2 separate regions of the Rattus norvegicus genome follow, and region 1 is linked to region 2. The links are chromatin contacts, called in public Hi-C maps. All regions are on one chromosome and are shown on one strand. Each heading gives the region's core, a stretch centred on a gene start, on an enhancer-like site or on the middle of the called end of the contact. The rest is flanking DNA. Distances are from core to core; before and after follow the strand shown. Region 1 overlaps 1700001K19Rikl (RIKEN cDNA 1700001K19 gene like). Region 2 holds the start of Dync1h1 (dynein cytoplasmic 1 heavy chain 1).

Region 1 (5,594 bases), core at 3,011-5,510, 69 kb before region 2:
TTCAGGTAGTTTTCAAACATAAAGCAAAAGTGAGTATTTTATTATCCTCCCAGCTTTAAGGATTGTAAAGTCAAGTCGTGGATTAACCTGTCCCGCCAGCCCACCCCCACCTCAGAGTGTCCCTAGATTAAAGCCTCTGAGACTCGGATAACCTTACTAGTTCTGGGGCTTCAGGGCCACCCTGGAGCTGGACTGAGGCCTCAAGTAGCTGCATGCAGGACAAAGGGACCTAGGGGTAGAGAGGAGGTAAGGTGGAGTAAAAGCAGGAGAGGCGGGCTGGGGATTTAGCTCAGTGGTAGAGCGCTTGCCTAGCAAGCGCAAGGCCCTGGGTTCGATCCCCAGCTCCGAAAAAAAAGAATAGAAAAAAAAAAGTACCTGTGGTTTTCAAACCTGGCAAACCAACAGCACAGTACGGTTGGTTATGTTGCTTGTTTGCTTTGAGACAGCCTCCCTATGAAGTCCTGGAACTCGCTTTACAGACTAGGCTGACCTCAGACTCACAGGAGCTGCCTCTGCCTCCCAAGTGCTCAGGATGAGTTGGGCACAACTTTATTTTTGTTTGCCTGAACGTTTGTGCTCCGTTGCATGCAGTACCGGCAGAGTCCAGAGGGGGGCACTGGATTCCTTGAAACTGAAATCGCAGCTCTGAGCCACCATGTGAATACAAGGAATTCTGAGTCAAGGGCATTTTGTGCACATGTATTTTTCTTTTACATCGATTTATTTATTATTTAAAAGGTTTATTATTTATTATATGTGAGTGCACTGTCGCTGTCTTCAGATGCACCAGAAGATGGCATCAGATCCTATTACAGATGGTTGTGAGCCACCATGTGGTTGCTGGGATTTGAACTCAGGACCTCTGGAAGAGCAGTCAGTGCTCCTAACCACTGAGCCATCTTTCCAGCCTCTTCTTTTATGGTGTATACGTGTGTGAAGTACAAAGGACCAGGCATGTATCTGGTGCACAGTAATACATGTAAGCACGATAGCCTTAGACTAAAACAACAAAAGACCTGGGCAGTGGTGGGGCACACCTTTAATCCCAGTGGTTGGGAGGCAGATTTCTGAGTTTGAGGCCAGCCTGGTCTACAGAGCAAGTTCCAGGATAGCCAGGGCCACACAGAGAAATCCTGCCTGGAACATCACACGGTAACGAGGGTAAACCTCAGGTGATCTGGAGCCAGGGAGGGGCTGAGAAGCCCTTTGGCCTGTGTTACTGTCCGTACTGTAAGCCCGGCTGGTCTACTGGGACCACTGGGGACACTCGCAGCTCTGTGTAGATGGCCCTCACCCTTCAAAGGTGCCTGTGATGCCCAATTCCAAAGAAGAAGCACAGGGGCGGACTTCCTAACCCAAGTCATGTTGATGGTATGACACTCAGACATGTGGCCTCTGGAGTCCAGTTTTTTTTCACAAGGAAAAGCCTCAGGCCATTCTGGATGAGAGCTTTTGGGGTAGGGGGGAGGCGCACACACAGCAAGACTTTTTTTTTTTTTTTTTTTTTTTTTTTGGTTCTTTTTTTTCGGAGCTGGGGACCGAACCCAGGGCCTTGCGCTTCCTAGGCAAGCGCTCTACCACTGAGCTAAATCCCCAGCCCCTGCAAGACTTTCTAAGAAGCAGCAATAGCCTCAAATCTTAAGACAACAGGACTTTCAAATGTCATTTGGGGTTGTGGGACAGGGAAGGTGAGAAGAAAAGGGATCTGGGTAATGTACACGGAGTTATTTCCTTCCTTTAAACTGGATCTATTTTTCAGGCTTATAGGTGTTTTGCCTTCATGTATATATGTACCTCAGGTGCATGCATGTGGAGGTCAGAGGGGGCATCAGATCCCATAGGACTAGAGTCACAGATGGTTGTGAGTCACTATGTGGGTTCTGGGACTTGAACCCTGGTCCTCTGGAAGAACAGTGCTCTAACCACTGAGCCATCTCTTTCCAGCCCTCTTTTTTTTTCTTCTAAGTGTTATTTTAAAGTGTATGTGTATGCATGTACATATATGCAGATGCCCACAACTGAGGTGTCTGACCCCTGGAGCTGGAGTTAAGGGTGGTTATGAGCCACTGAATGTGTGTGCTAGGAACTGAAGTCAGATTCTCGCCAAGAGCTGTGTGGGCTTTACCTCAGAGATGCCTCTGCAGCGTCTTCTTCCACTTTCGTTTTCCTGAGACAGAGTCTCACAAAGCCCAGGTTGGCTCACTATGTAAATGAGAACGACCTTGAACTCCTGACCCTCCCTCTCCCGATGCTGGGATTCAAGGCAGAGGTTCACATTGCACTGCCAAGCTGGGCTCCTTTCCTCTGTTAGCCTCTCTCACCTTTAAGATGCCCACAAGTCCTGTGTTCGGGAGGGTATGGTAGGGCCGGTCTTTTGCTTGCTTCCCAGGTTTCAGAATGGGGTCTGGGAGCCCAGTTTGGGAAGGCAGGATTTATTGCTGGAAAGCATCCCATGTGCCTGTGTAACTGAGGCACTTTCCACAGGGCGTAGCAGCTGCTCGGAGGGAGGATCTGGAGAAACTGAGGGACATGAGACTCCACAGAGGTTTGTAGCGCCGCTTCCTCGGTACTTACATTTTACGTGTGTGAGTAATCTCCTGACTTATGTCTGTGGAGCAGAGCGGGATCGGATCCTCTGGAGCTGGAGTTACTTCCGGGCGGGTGCTGGGAGCCGAGCCTGAGTCCTCTGAAGGAGCAGCAAGTGCTCTTAACACTGAGCCAGCTCTCCAGGCCCATCTTTAGCCCCCCCCTTTTTTTTTGGTTCTGTTTTTCGGAGCTGGGGACCGAACCCAGGGCCTTGCGCTTGCTAGGCAAGCACTCTACCACTGAGCTAAATCCCCAACCCCTACAGTTTATTTTTAAACTTTTAAAAAGATTTTTTTATGTATATGAGTACACTGTAGCTGTTTTCAGACACACCAGAAGACGGCATCAGATCGCATTACAGATGTTGTGAGCCACCATGTAGTTGCTGGGATTTGAACTCAGGACACCTAGGAAGAGCAGTCAGTGCTCTTAACCATTGAGCCATCTCTCCAGCCCATTTTTAATCTTTTAAAAGAGAGGGTCTCAGATAGACAGGATGGCTCTCTGTGTGGAGCACGTTCTCTTGTGCTCTGATGTCCCCAACCCGTATTTCCCACAATGCGGAGCTAGGCAAGTGCTGAACTGTTTTGTACCCACAATCCTAGGGGCTTTTTGTTGTTTTTGAGGAAGGATCTCATGTAGCCCAGGCAGGCCTCTTACCAAGGATGACCTTGAACCTCTGATCCTCCTGCGCTGAGTGCTGGGTTTTCAAACCCCTGCCACCACTCTTTGTTTCGTAGGTGCTAGGGCTGAGTCCAGGGTCTAGCATGTGCTAAGTAAGCACTGGATGGACCAAGCCCTTGCTTTTGTTTTTGACATAGGGTCTTGCTATTTATCTCAAGCTGGCCTTGACCTTCTATGTAGCCCAGGCTAGCCTTGAGCTCATGTTCCTCCTGCCTCAGCTGCCTCATATTTACAGAGAATCTGGAGGAAGGACAGCCTGAGCTACAGGGTGGGATCAGATGTTGTTTAAAAAATTCTTCTCCCTGTGGCCTGCCCTTCCTTCCCTATGCTCTAGACCCTCTGACAGGGGTTTTGTCCTTTGGCTTGGTCTCCTTAGTTAAGTGACAGTCTACGTGCCTGGCCTCGAGGGATGGCCAGCCTGAGGCCCAGCCGACCCACCTGCATCAGGGCAGCGTTCAGTGCAGCTGGCTTTCGCAAGTGGCAGAGACACTCACGCCATCGCCTTCAGGTGCCCAGCAAGCGTGGGGGGCGTACATGTGGGAAATACCCATTCCTAACTTTTGGATCCCTTCCTCCCTTACTAAAACTAAAAGTAGGGTTGGGGATTTAGCTCAGTGGTAGAGCGCTTGCCTAGCAAGCGCAAGGCCCTGGGTTCGGTCCCCAGCTCCGAAAAAAAGAAAGAAAGAAAAAAAACAAAAACAAAAACAAAACTAAAAGTATTTAAACGCCAGTATTCTTTTATTAAGAAAATGAACACTACCTTCCTTGGTGGCCTAGGGCAAAAGTGTTGGACCACCAGAGGCCAGGCCTGGGCTCCTCTGTGGGTTTTTTAGGCCTCGCTTTTGCATGCGAGGGGGGAACCAGTTGAGAAGGAAAGTTTAGTGCCCTCCAGCTCCTGGATTTGGGCCCAGAAGCAGTGCCAAGGTGCTGTCTGCCCACTGTGCCAGGGAAGGGCTCCCTGCCTGCCAGGCTTGGACCTTGTCCCCTTACCAGGTTTCGTGTTAGCATGCCCTGTGGTGTGGCCAGCGAGCATCCCATGCTCGGGGTTAAGGTGGCAGGGCGGAATCTGCATCAAGCTTTCCCCTCACAGATCAACTCCAGAAGGAACCTCATGGACTTTGCTGAAGGCATCTGGAGAGAGGTATGCACAGGCCTGGCCCAAACCCCTTGGGTCCAGAAGCCTGAGGGACATGCCTCCTATCTCTGCCTGTGAGTGCCGGGATGATAGATCATGCCACAGCCAGACAGGAACAGGATAGAGCAAGGAAAAACAGACAGGAAGTTTTAACCTCCACAGCCAAGGTCAGGGACTCCCCAGAGGCCTGGCCATGCACCCTTAAGAGGAGTTTGCTGTAGCAGGTGGTGGTGGCGCACACCTGTTATCTCAGCACTGCAGAGTCTGAGGCAGGAGGATATAAAGTTGAAGGGCAGCCAGGGCTAAGAGACCCCGCCTTATAATGTTCTGGAATGACATATTTCCGTAAGTCTGAGTACTTTGTCACAGTATTCAAGGACTTGGAAGAAGGTGGCGATGGCCTGGAGATAGCCTTCCATGTGGCTGTGAGCCAAGCTGGGTGTGGTGGTACAGACTTTTGATTCCCAGCACTTGGGGGGTGGGGAGGCAGGTGGATTTTGAGTTTGAGGCCAACCTGATCTACATAGGTTGCTCCAGGCCAGCTAAGGTTATATAGTGAGCCCACCTCAAAAACCCAAAACCCAACAAAATAGATGTAGCGCAGTGGGTAAGACGCTTGCCCAGCGTTTATGAGCATCTGGGTTTGACCCTCAGAACAGTCCCTTGATGGGAGGCAGAGGCAGGAGGGTAGAAGGACGGTAGGAAGGCCAGGGTCACCTAGGCTAGTGTCAGGTGGAGACCTTGTCCTTTTTGGGTTTCGGTGCAAGGCAAAGCACACACATTTGCCATCAGTGATGGAGACGTTTTGTTTACATATTCATTGCCACCCACTGCCTCAGAAACTCTATTTTGTGGACGGGCCTTGGATGTAGCCAAACACTCAAACTTTTGTCACAGTTTTTAGACCCTTATGATGGAGACTCAGAGGATACCCCAGGTCATTCCAACTACCGAAGCTGCCGCCAGCGTGCTTACCGCCTCCTGGGTGACAGGAGCCGCAACTCACCTTCCTACACACTGAGGTTCAAGACTGCTGAGGAGACCATCTCGGAGGACTCGGTCCCAAAAGCTCCAGACCTCACCATGAGAACCTCTGGCTGGACCCCCATAACCCTGGAAGCCAGCGATGTCGACATGCAGCCCGAGGGTGAACTAAAGGCACTCGGCCCCCGAGAGGCCAACGGACATC
Region 2 (5,398 bases), core at 1,443-3,942:
AAAGAACCAAAAAAAAAAAAAAAGAAAAAAAGAAAAGGGAGGGGTGGCTAAGACTAAAAATGATCAGGAAATCTGCTATATATTAATCACAAATAGTGGTATTTATTCGCTGTTCACTGCCATCAACTGTTCCCTCACATATCTGACTAAGTGTGCAGAAACCAACCAGAACTAACAACTACCAAAACAAAGCCCTCCTACCAAGGGCCCAGAGACTGAACAGGCCTAGGCTGTAATTCAATGCTATGTTAGAACCCTGTGTTTAGCAGCCCCCAGGAGGAAGAGATTAGGTAATCTCTGTGAGATGAGGCCAGCCTGGTCTACAAAGCTTCAGGCCAACATTAGCTACACTGTGAGACTTCTCAAACAAACAAGCAAACAAACAACAACAAAAAGGGTGAGCTTAGCATGTGCAACACCCTGGACTCAACCCCAGCATAGATAACACAGCTGCTAACAAGCAGGAGACCTTAAGGCATCACCGTGGATTTAAAAGGACGGGATGCGGGGACTTGCTGAGGAGAGACCGGAGGGGAGGCATTTGAAATGTAAAATAAAAAAAATAAATAAAATAAAATAAAAACCTTTCCCTATGTTTCTGTAAGTGAACAAGAAATTAATGAAACATTGAATCTCTAGAACTCTTATAAACACAGAAGAGAGTTATTTCAGTCTCAAGACAGCCCAATTCCTTAGTGAACTTTCAAAAGTGCAAGTCATTATGGAACCTCGCTAGGATGCTGGATCACCCCTTTGCTGAAAAGAAATGAGTCCTGTGCAGACACTTGTTCCATCCCACCCTTGATCCAAGATGGACAGATAGGAGAAAAACAAATCACCAAAGACAGAGAAAGATGAAAACTTAGGATTTTGTTTTTGTAAAGAGAAACCATGACTCATGGTTTTTGTGTGTTTTTATACTGAAATCACTAATTTCAATACACAAACTGTACAACCAAAAATATAAAAGAATTAGCTAGGGCCAAACTACTCAAAATCTTTAAAAAACATAGGTTAAAATTTATTTTAACAAAATGTATTTGCACATACCCACAAAAGACTAAAAAAGTGGGGGTCAAGGGGCTCACAGGGGCTCTGCAGAGGCAGAAGGATCCCAGCTGACTTTCGGGCCTGTTTCAATTTTTCTATAATTACATGGACTTTTGGACCAAAATATTCCATGCAGGAATAAACACAAACTTCGACGTAAAGGAAACAACCTCGGCCACACGAACACTCTATAGTCACTAACAGCATACTGTTTTAAACATTCCGTGTGGATTCAAGAAAAATACTTTGCTGCCTTCTAGATGCAGGCCCAAACCAAGGCCACGTTAAACATTTTGTAATTAAGAATAGCCTTTAAGCGATACGTTGTATCTGGATACAAACTATCGAAAAGGGCAGCCACACTGGTTTTCTAACCCAGCCCAAAGCCTTAGGAACTCTAAGGAATTTGCAAGCAAATCTTCTCAGACCACCTGATTCAATCCCCTTAATAAGGGCTACTCTCCTAGACAGCACATCTGGATTCCTAAGGATACACCACACCCATTCACCAGCGTGCACACATGCTCCCCAGATGCTACAAAGTGGTTTACAGGACTCAAGAAGGAAGGAATCCTGTAAGCAAGCTCCAGATACCAGATGAATCTACGGATGTAGAGCGTCTCTCTACTGGAAGACACAACTCAGCTTTTTTTCCTCCTTCCCCGACTAGGTAAGCAAGAGTTCTTAAATCTTTGAAACCAGACTTAAATGTTACAGGGCTGTCATTAGGGTCATGTAAGCAACAGTTTCAAGCCATGATCAGCAAAACAAGCAATTCTGATTGGAAACTGGTTATGTTGAGTCTAGTCAAAGGTCCGGTACTAGCTGGTGACCTTGGACCAGCCACGGGACTAGGTTTCTTGGTTTGTAAAATAGGGAGGGAGATACACCCACTCAGCAACGATGCTGTGAGGCCAATGGAGGCCTATGCGTAGGCAGCCAGATAGCAGAGATGCTGGGTGCCCAGGGCCTGCCCACTCCGGGTCCCGCCAACGCACCGGTACCCGAGCCCACCGAGGGGCCAGCACCTAGGCTGCCCTAGACAGATTCTTCCCAAAGCGAGCTATGCTTGGACACGAATCGAAACCAAAAAAGCTCATGTGACTTTGGAGGCATGGATGCGGCCCTGTGCCCAGCCGGGACCGGGAGACGCGGTCTCCACCCAACTCGGCCATCTTGAGAAGCCGCGGAGACAAAGCGACCCCACTGTGCGGGCGCTAGCGGTCCCGGCACCCTAGCTGCTCCACGCGACTTGGGAGGGGGCGCCGCGCACCTTTGAGGGTGGAGCGCTCCACCAGGACCGTGTGGACCTGCGGGTCTGACAGGAACTTGCGCATCTGCTCCAGGGCGCTCTTCTCCTCCAGCGCCGCCTCCAGCGCAGCCGGCGCGTCGCCGCCGTCCTCCAGCAGCAGCGGAACCAGCTTACGAAGGTGCTTCTGCAGCACCGACACGTCCGCCACATTCTGCACCGCGGACACCTCCAGGCCGGCCGAGCCGTCCTCACCGCCGCCGGTCTCCGACATGGCGGATCCGCGGAAGGGAGAGAGATAGAGAAGAGAGAGAGAGAGAGCCGAGAAGAGCTACCTCCGGAACGAGGGAGCAGTGAGCGAAAGAAACCGGCGACAGAAGACGCTGTGTCCGCTAGCCCGCGGCCGACTGCGGACAGCGGAGCCGGCTCCGCCCTAAAGGCCACCGCTCCCGCCGGCCCCGCCCCGCCCCGCCCGCTGGCTGCAGCCACCGGCGCCCGCTCGCGGTCGGCGTCGCGACGTTACGCATGCGACTGGAGGCGGGGCTAGGTGCGGCGCCGCGTGGCCTTTTGGGACTTGTAGTCGGAGTGCTGGGTGGGGACCATTTCTCTCTTCCCCGGAGTGGTCCAGGAACCGTGTCTGGCTCCATTGCCAGGTGGCAGAGAATATCACAGAGCCAGCCCCTCAGGCTCCATAAATAGGGGCGTCCCCACAGTGACCTCGCTAAACTGTCAAGGGAGAGGATGGAAAGGGCGATGTTCTTAGCTGAGGAACTGGAGTCTAAGGAAGAGAAGGTTATGTATGGGTGGAGCAGCAACTGCTCTGCAGTCTAAGGTTAGGCTTAAAGAAACCTGGATAACATCCAGCTGTGATGGGCCCTGGATTCTGAACACAGCGTCATTTACCAAGCAAGGGTGATATGACTGAAACAGGAGGATTCATATGAATGAATCTACTGACAACAGTATGCTCCTCCCCAAGCCCTGAACCTGCACACCACTGCTCTGTGGGTTCAAGAATCTGGGTCGGCAGGAGGTAGGGGCTTGGATGCCTCCCAACTAAGTTTCCTTGCATCTGACCCATCACCCCTCCTCCCATACAGGGAGGACAAAAAGGCCAGAATCTAGATGTTTACTTTCTTGGGGATAGTAACTGGCCTTTGAAAGTTCAGATCATAACTTGCCTGTTCAATTGGGAAGAGGGAACTAAGCCAAAGTGATCTTTAAAAATATAATAATGCCGAGTTAGAAAGCTGAGTCCTGATTGGTGGGACGATGATGGGATGACTTGATTTTCCCAAATCATCTTTGGCAAATGGAGAGCCCTACAATATGCTTATTCCTTGCACAATTGCCCAGTGCCAGGTCCCAGAGGCAGCTGATGGAGCCCAGAAACTACTTATATGATTCTTCTAGAGAGAGAGAGAGAGAGAGAGAGAGAGAGAGAGAGAGAGAAACAGATACATATCCCTGTCCTCCCTCCATCAGCCCACTCCCACTCTAGTATAATATGTCCAAGAAGTCGTAAATAGTCCTGCAGAGGGGAGAGGACAGACCCAAAGCTACCGGGGCAAGCTGTTACTGTGGAAATGCGGATGTACCAGCAGTGACCAATACCTGCATAACCTCAGAGATAGGAACAAGGACAAAAAGCCCGAGATTCAGAAACCTGCAGGGACTCGGTGGGGGTGGGGCTGATCGCACACTGGCTGCACTGTGAGTCAGCATATGGGAAGTGCCGTCATTCAGTCATCCAAGGGACTCTCTCATCTGCAACCTGGCTCCAAGTCAAGGAACAGATAACAGGCTCAGACTTTGGATTACGATCATTTTTTCAAAGAAGACAACAGAAACGATCTGTTTACAAGGATTTACAAACAGACCAAACCTGCTTGCTTTTTTTTTTTAAATAAAAAATATACTAAATGTGTCTGTTTTTTGAATATAGTGAGAATAGGTCTGCTGCACACAGGCTGCTGAAATTTCTAAGGGCGTCATCCCAGAGGCCGGCCAGGCTGAGACGGGGCTAACTAACGAAAAAGCAGGGCTTGCCTGAAGATGCCCTCCTGCCTCGTGGCACAGCACTCGGCTGATCCAGGGTGGGGATGGGACCCTGGCCATCCCGTGGTCTCCTGCCCATGAAAGCATCTGCTTTCAGTCGTTGCGAGGAGCTGGGAGAAGCGTTTCTTTCCTGATGTGGGATGCTGGTGGCTGCTGTAGTACATACAGTTTTGTCATACATGTGCGATGCACTGTGTAGTGATCTTACCCAACATCTCTTTAAAATACCATGTGAAGTGTGGTAAAGATACTACTTGGTGTCAGGCTCTTTCTCCTCATTCTGCTCCCTCCCTCAACCCCTGGACAGCACACAATCTCTCAGTGGGACGGCCATCAAATCAGCATCTCCAGGCTGTGTTTCCATACACCCCTTCTCTATGTACTCACTATATACATAGTACATGCTGTCTTAAAACTTGAGTAATCGTCCTATCTTGACCCATAATTCCAGCCCTAGGATTGTGGATGCCCTACCATACCTGGTTCATGTTGGGCCGTTCATTCATAATCAACCCACTTCTGACGCTACTATCAGGCCTGGAGAACACCCAACACTTGCTTAATGTGTGTTCCCAGGGAATGGGAGTAGTGGGAGCGGCAGGGCACATAAATGTTTCATTGAGGGCATAAAGGTTTGGACCTTCTCTGCCCTACTTTCAGACAGACTACACCATTTGGGCTTCCAGGCTGCTGGAGGATCCGGCTCGCATTTCACCTCTCTGCAGGACGCTTTTGGTGAAGCTATTTGAGAATCTCATCCCCTTTCTGTCTTGGTTCGGTGAGATGGGTCTCAGGGTGAGGGCTGAACTGGATCCGGGTCTTAGAAGTTTCCAGACCAGCAGGCTGGAGTTGACGACCAGGGAAGCACGCCACCACCAGGAACAGAACAGCCCGTCCGCGCCCTCTGGTGGTCACAAATTTTCTTACTTTCAGGGGCCCTTCTTTCTACCCCCACTTTCCCATCTATCTGCACGGCACCACCCGGTCACCTAGCAAATGCCAGCCTGTGGTTCAGCCCATATTCCACCACCCACAGGAAAG

Evidence for each region. A called contact is a pair of places that touch in the nucleus more often than the background predicts.
Region 1: a Hi-C map of liver shows a contact between it and region 2, with 2.8 times the contacts expected there. The contact joins the enhancer-like site here to the promoter of Dync1h1 in region 2. A contact is called at or near these places in 4 of 12 Hi-C or Micro-C datasets (hepatocytes, kidney and liver).

Annotation. Positions count from the first base shown.
Region 1 is chr6:135,503,842-135,509,435 of GRCr8, reverse strand. 1700001K19Rikl (RIKEN cDNA 1700001K19 gene like) reads left to right here. Exons shown (of 6, transcript NM_001134526.1): 2 at 2,485-2,545; 3 at 3,605-3,778; 4 at 4,361-4,411; 5 at 5,303-5,594. The coding sequence starts at 3,680. Among named protein-coding and RNA genes, the nearest start is that of 1700001K19Rikl, 8.2 kb to the left of the region's middle. Within about 2 kb of position 4,260, at least 5 of the 93 cell types and tissues checked have an H3K27ac peak or open chromatin away from gene starts, as enhancers often do. A contact at or near this core is called in hepatocytes, kidney and liver, where this site is marked.
Region 2 is chr6:135,433,772-135,439,169 of GRCr8, reverse strand. Dync1h1 (dynein cytoplasmic 1 heavy chain 1) reads right to left here and starts at 2,692. Exons shown (of 78, transcript NM_019226.3): 1 at 2,324-2,692. The coding sequence starts at 2,573. LOC120103624 (a long non-coding RNA gene) reads left to right here and starts at 2,803. Exons shown (of 2, transcript XR_005506332.2): 1 at 2,803-5,398.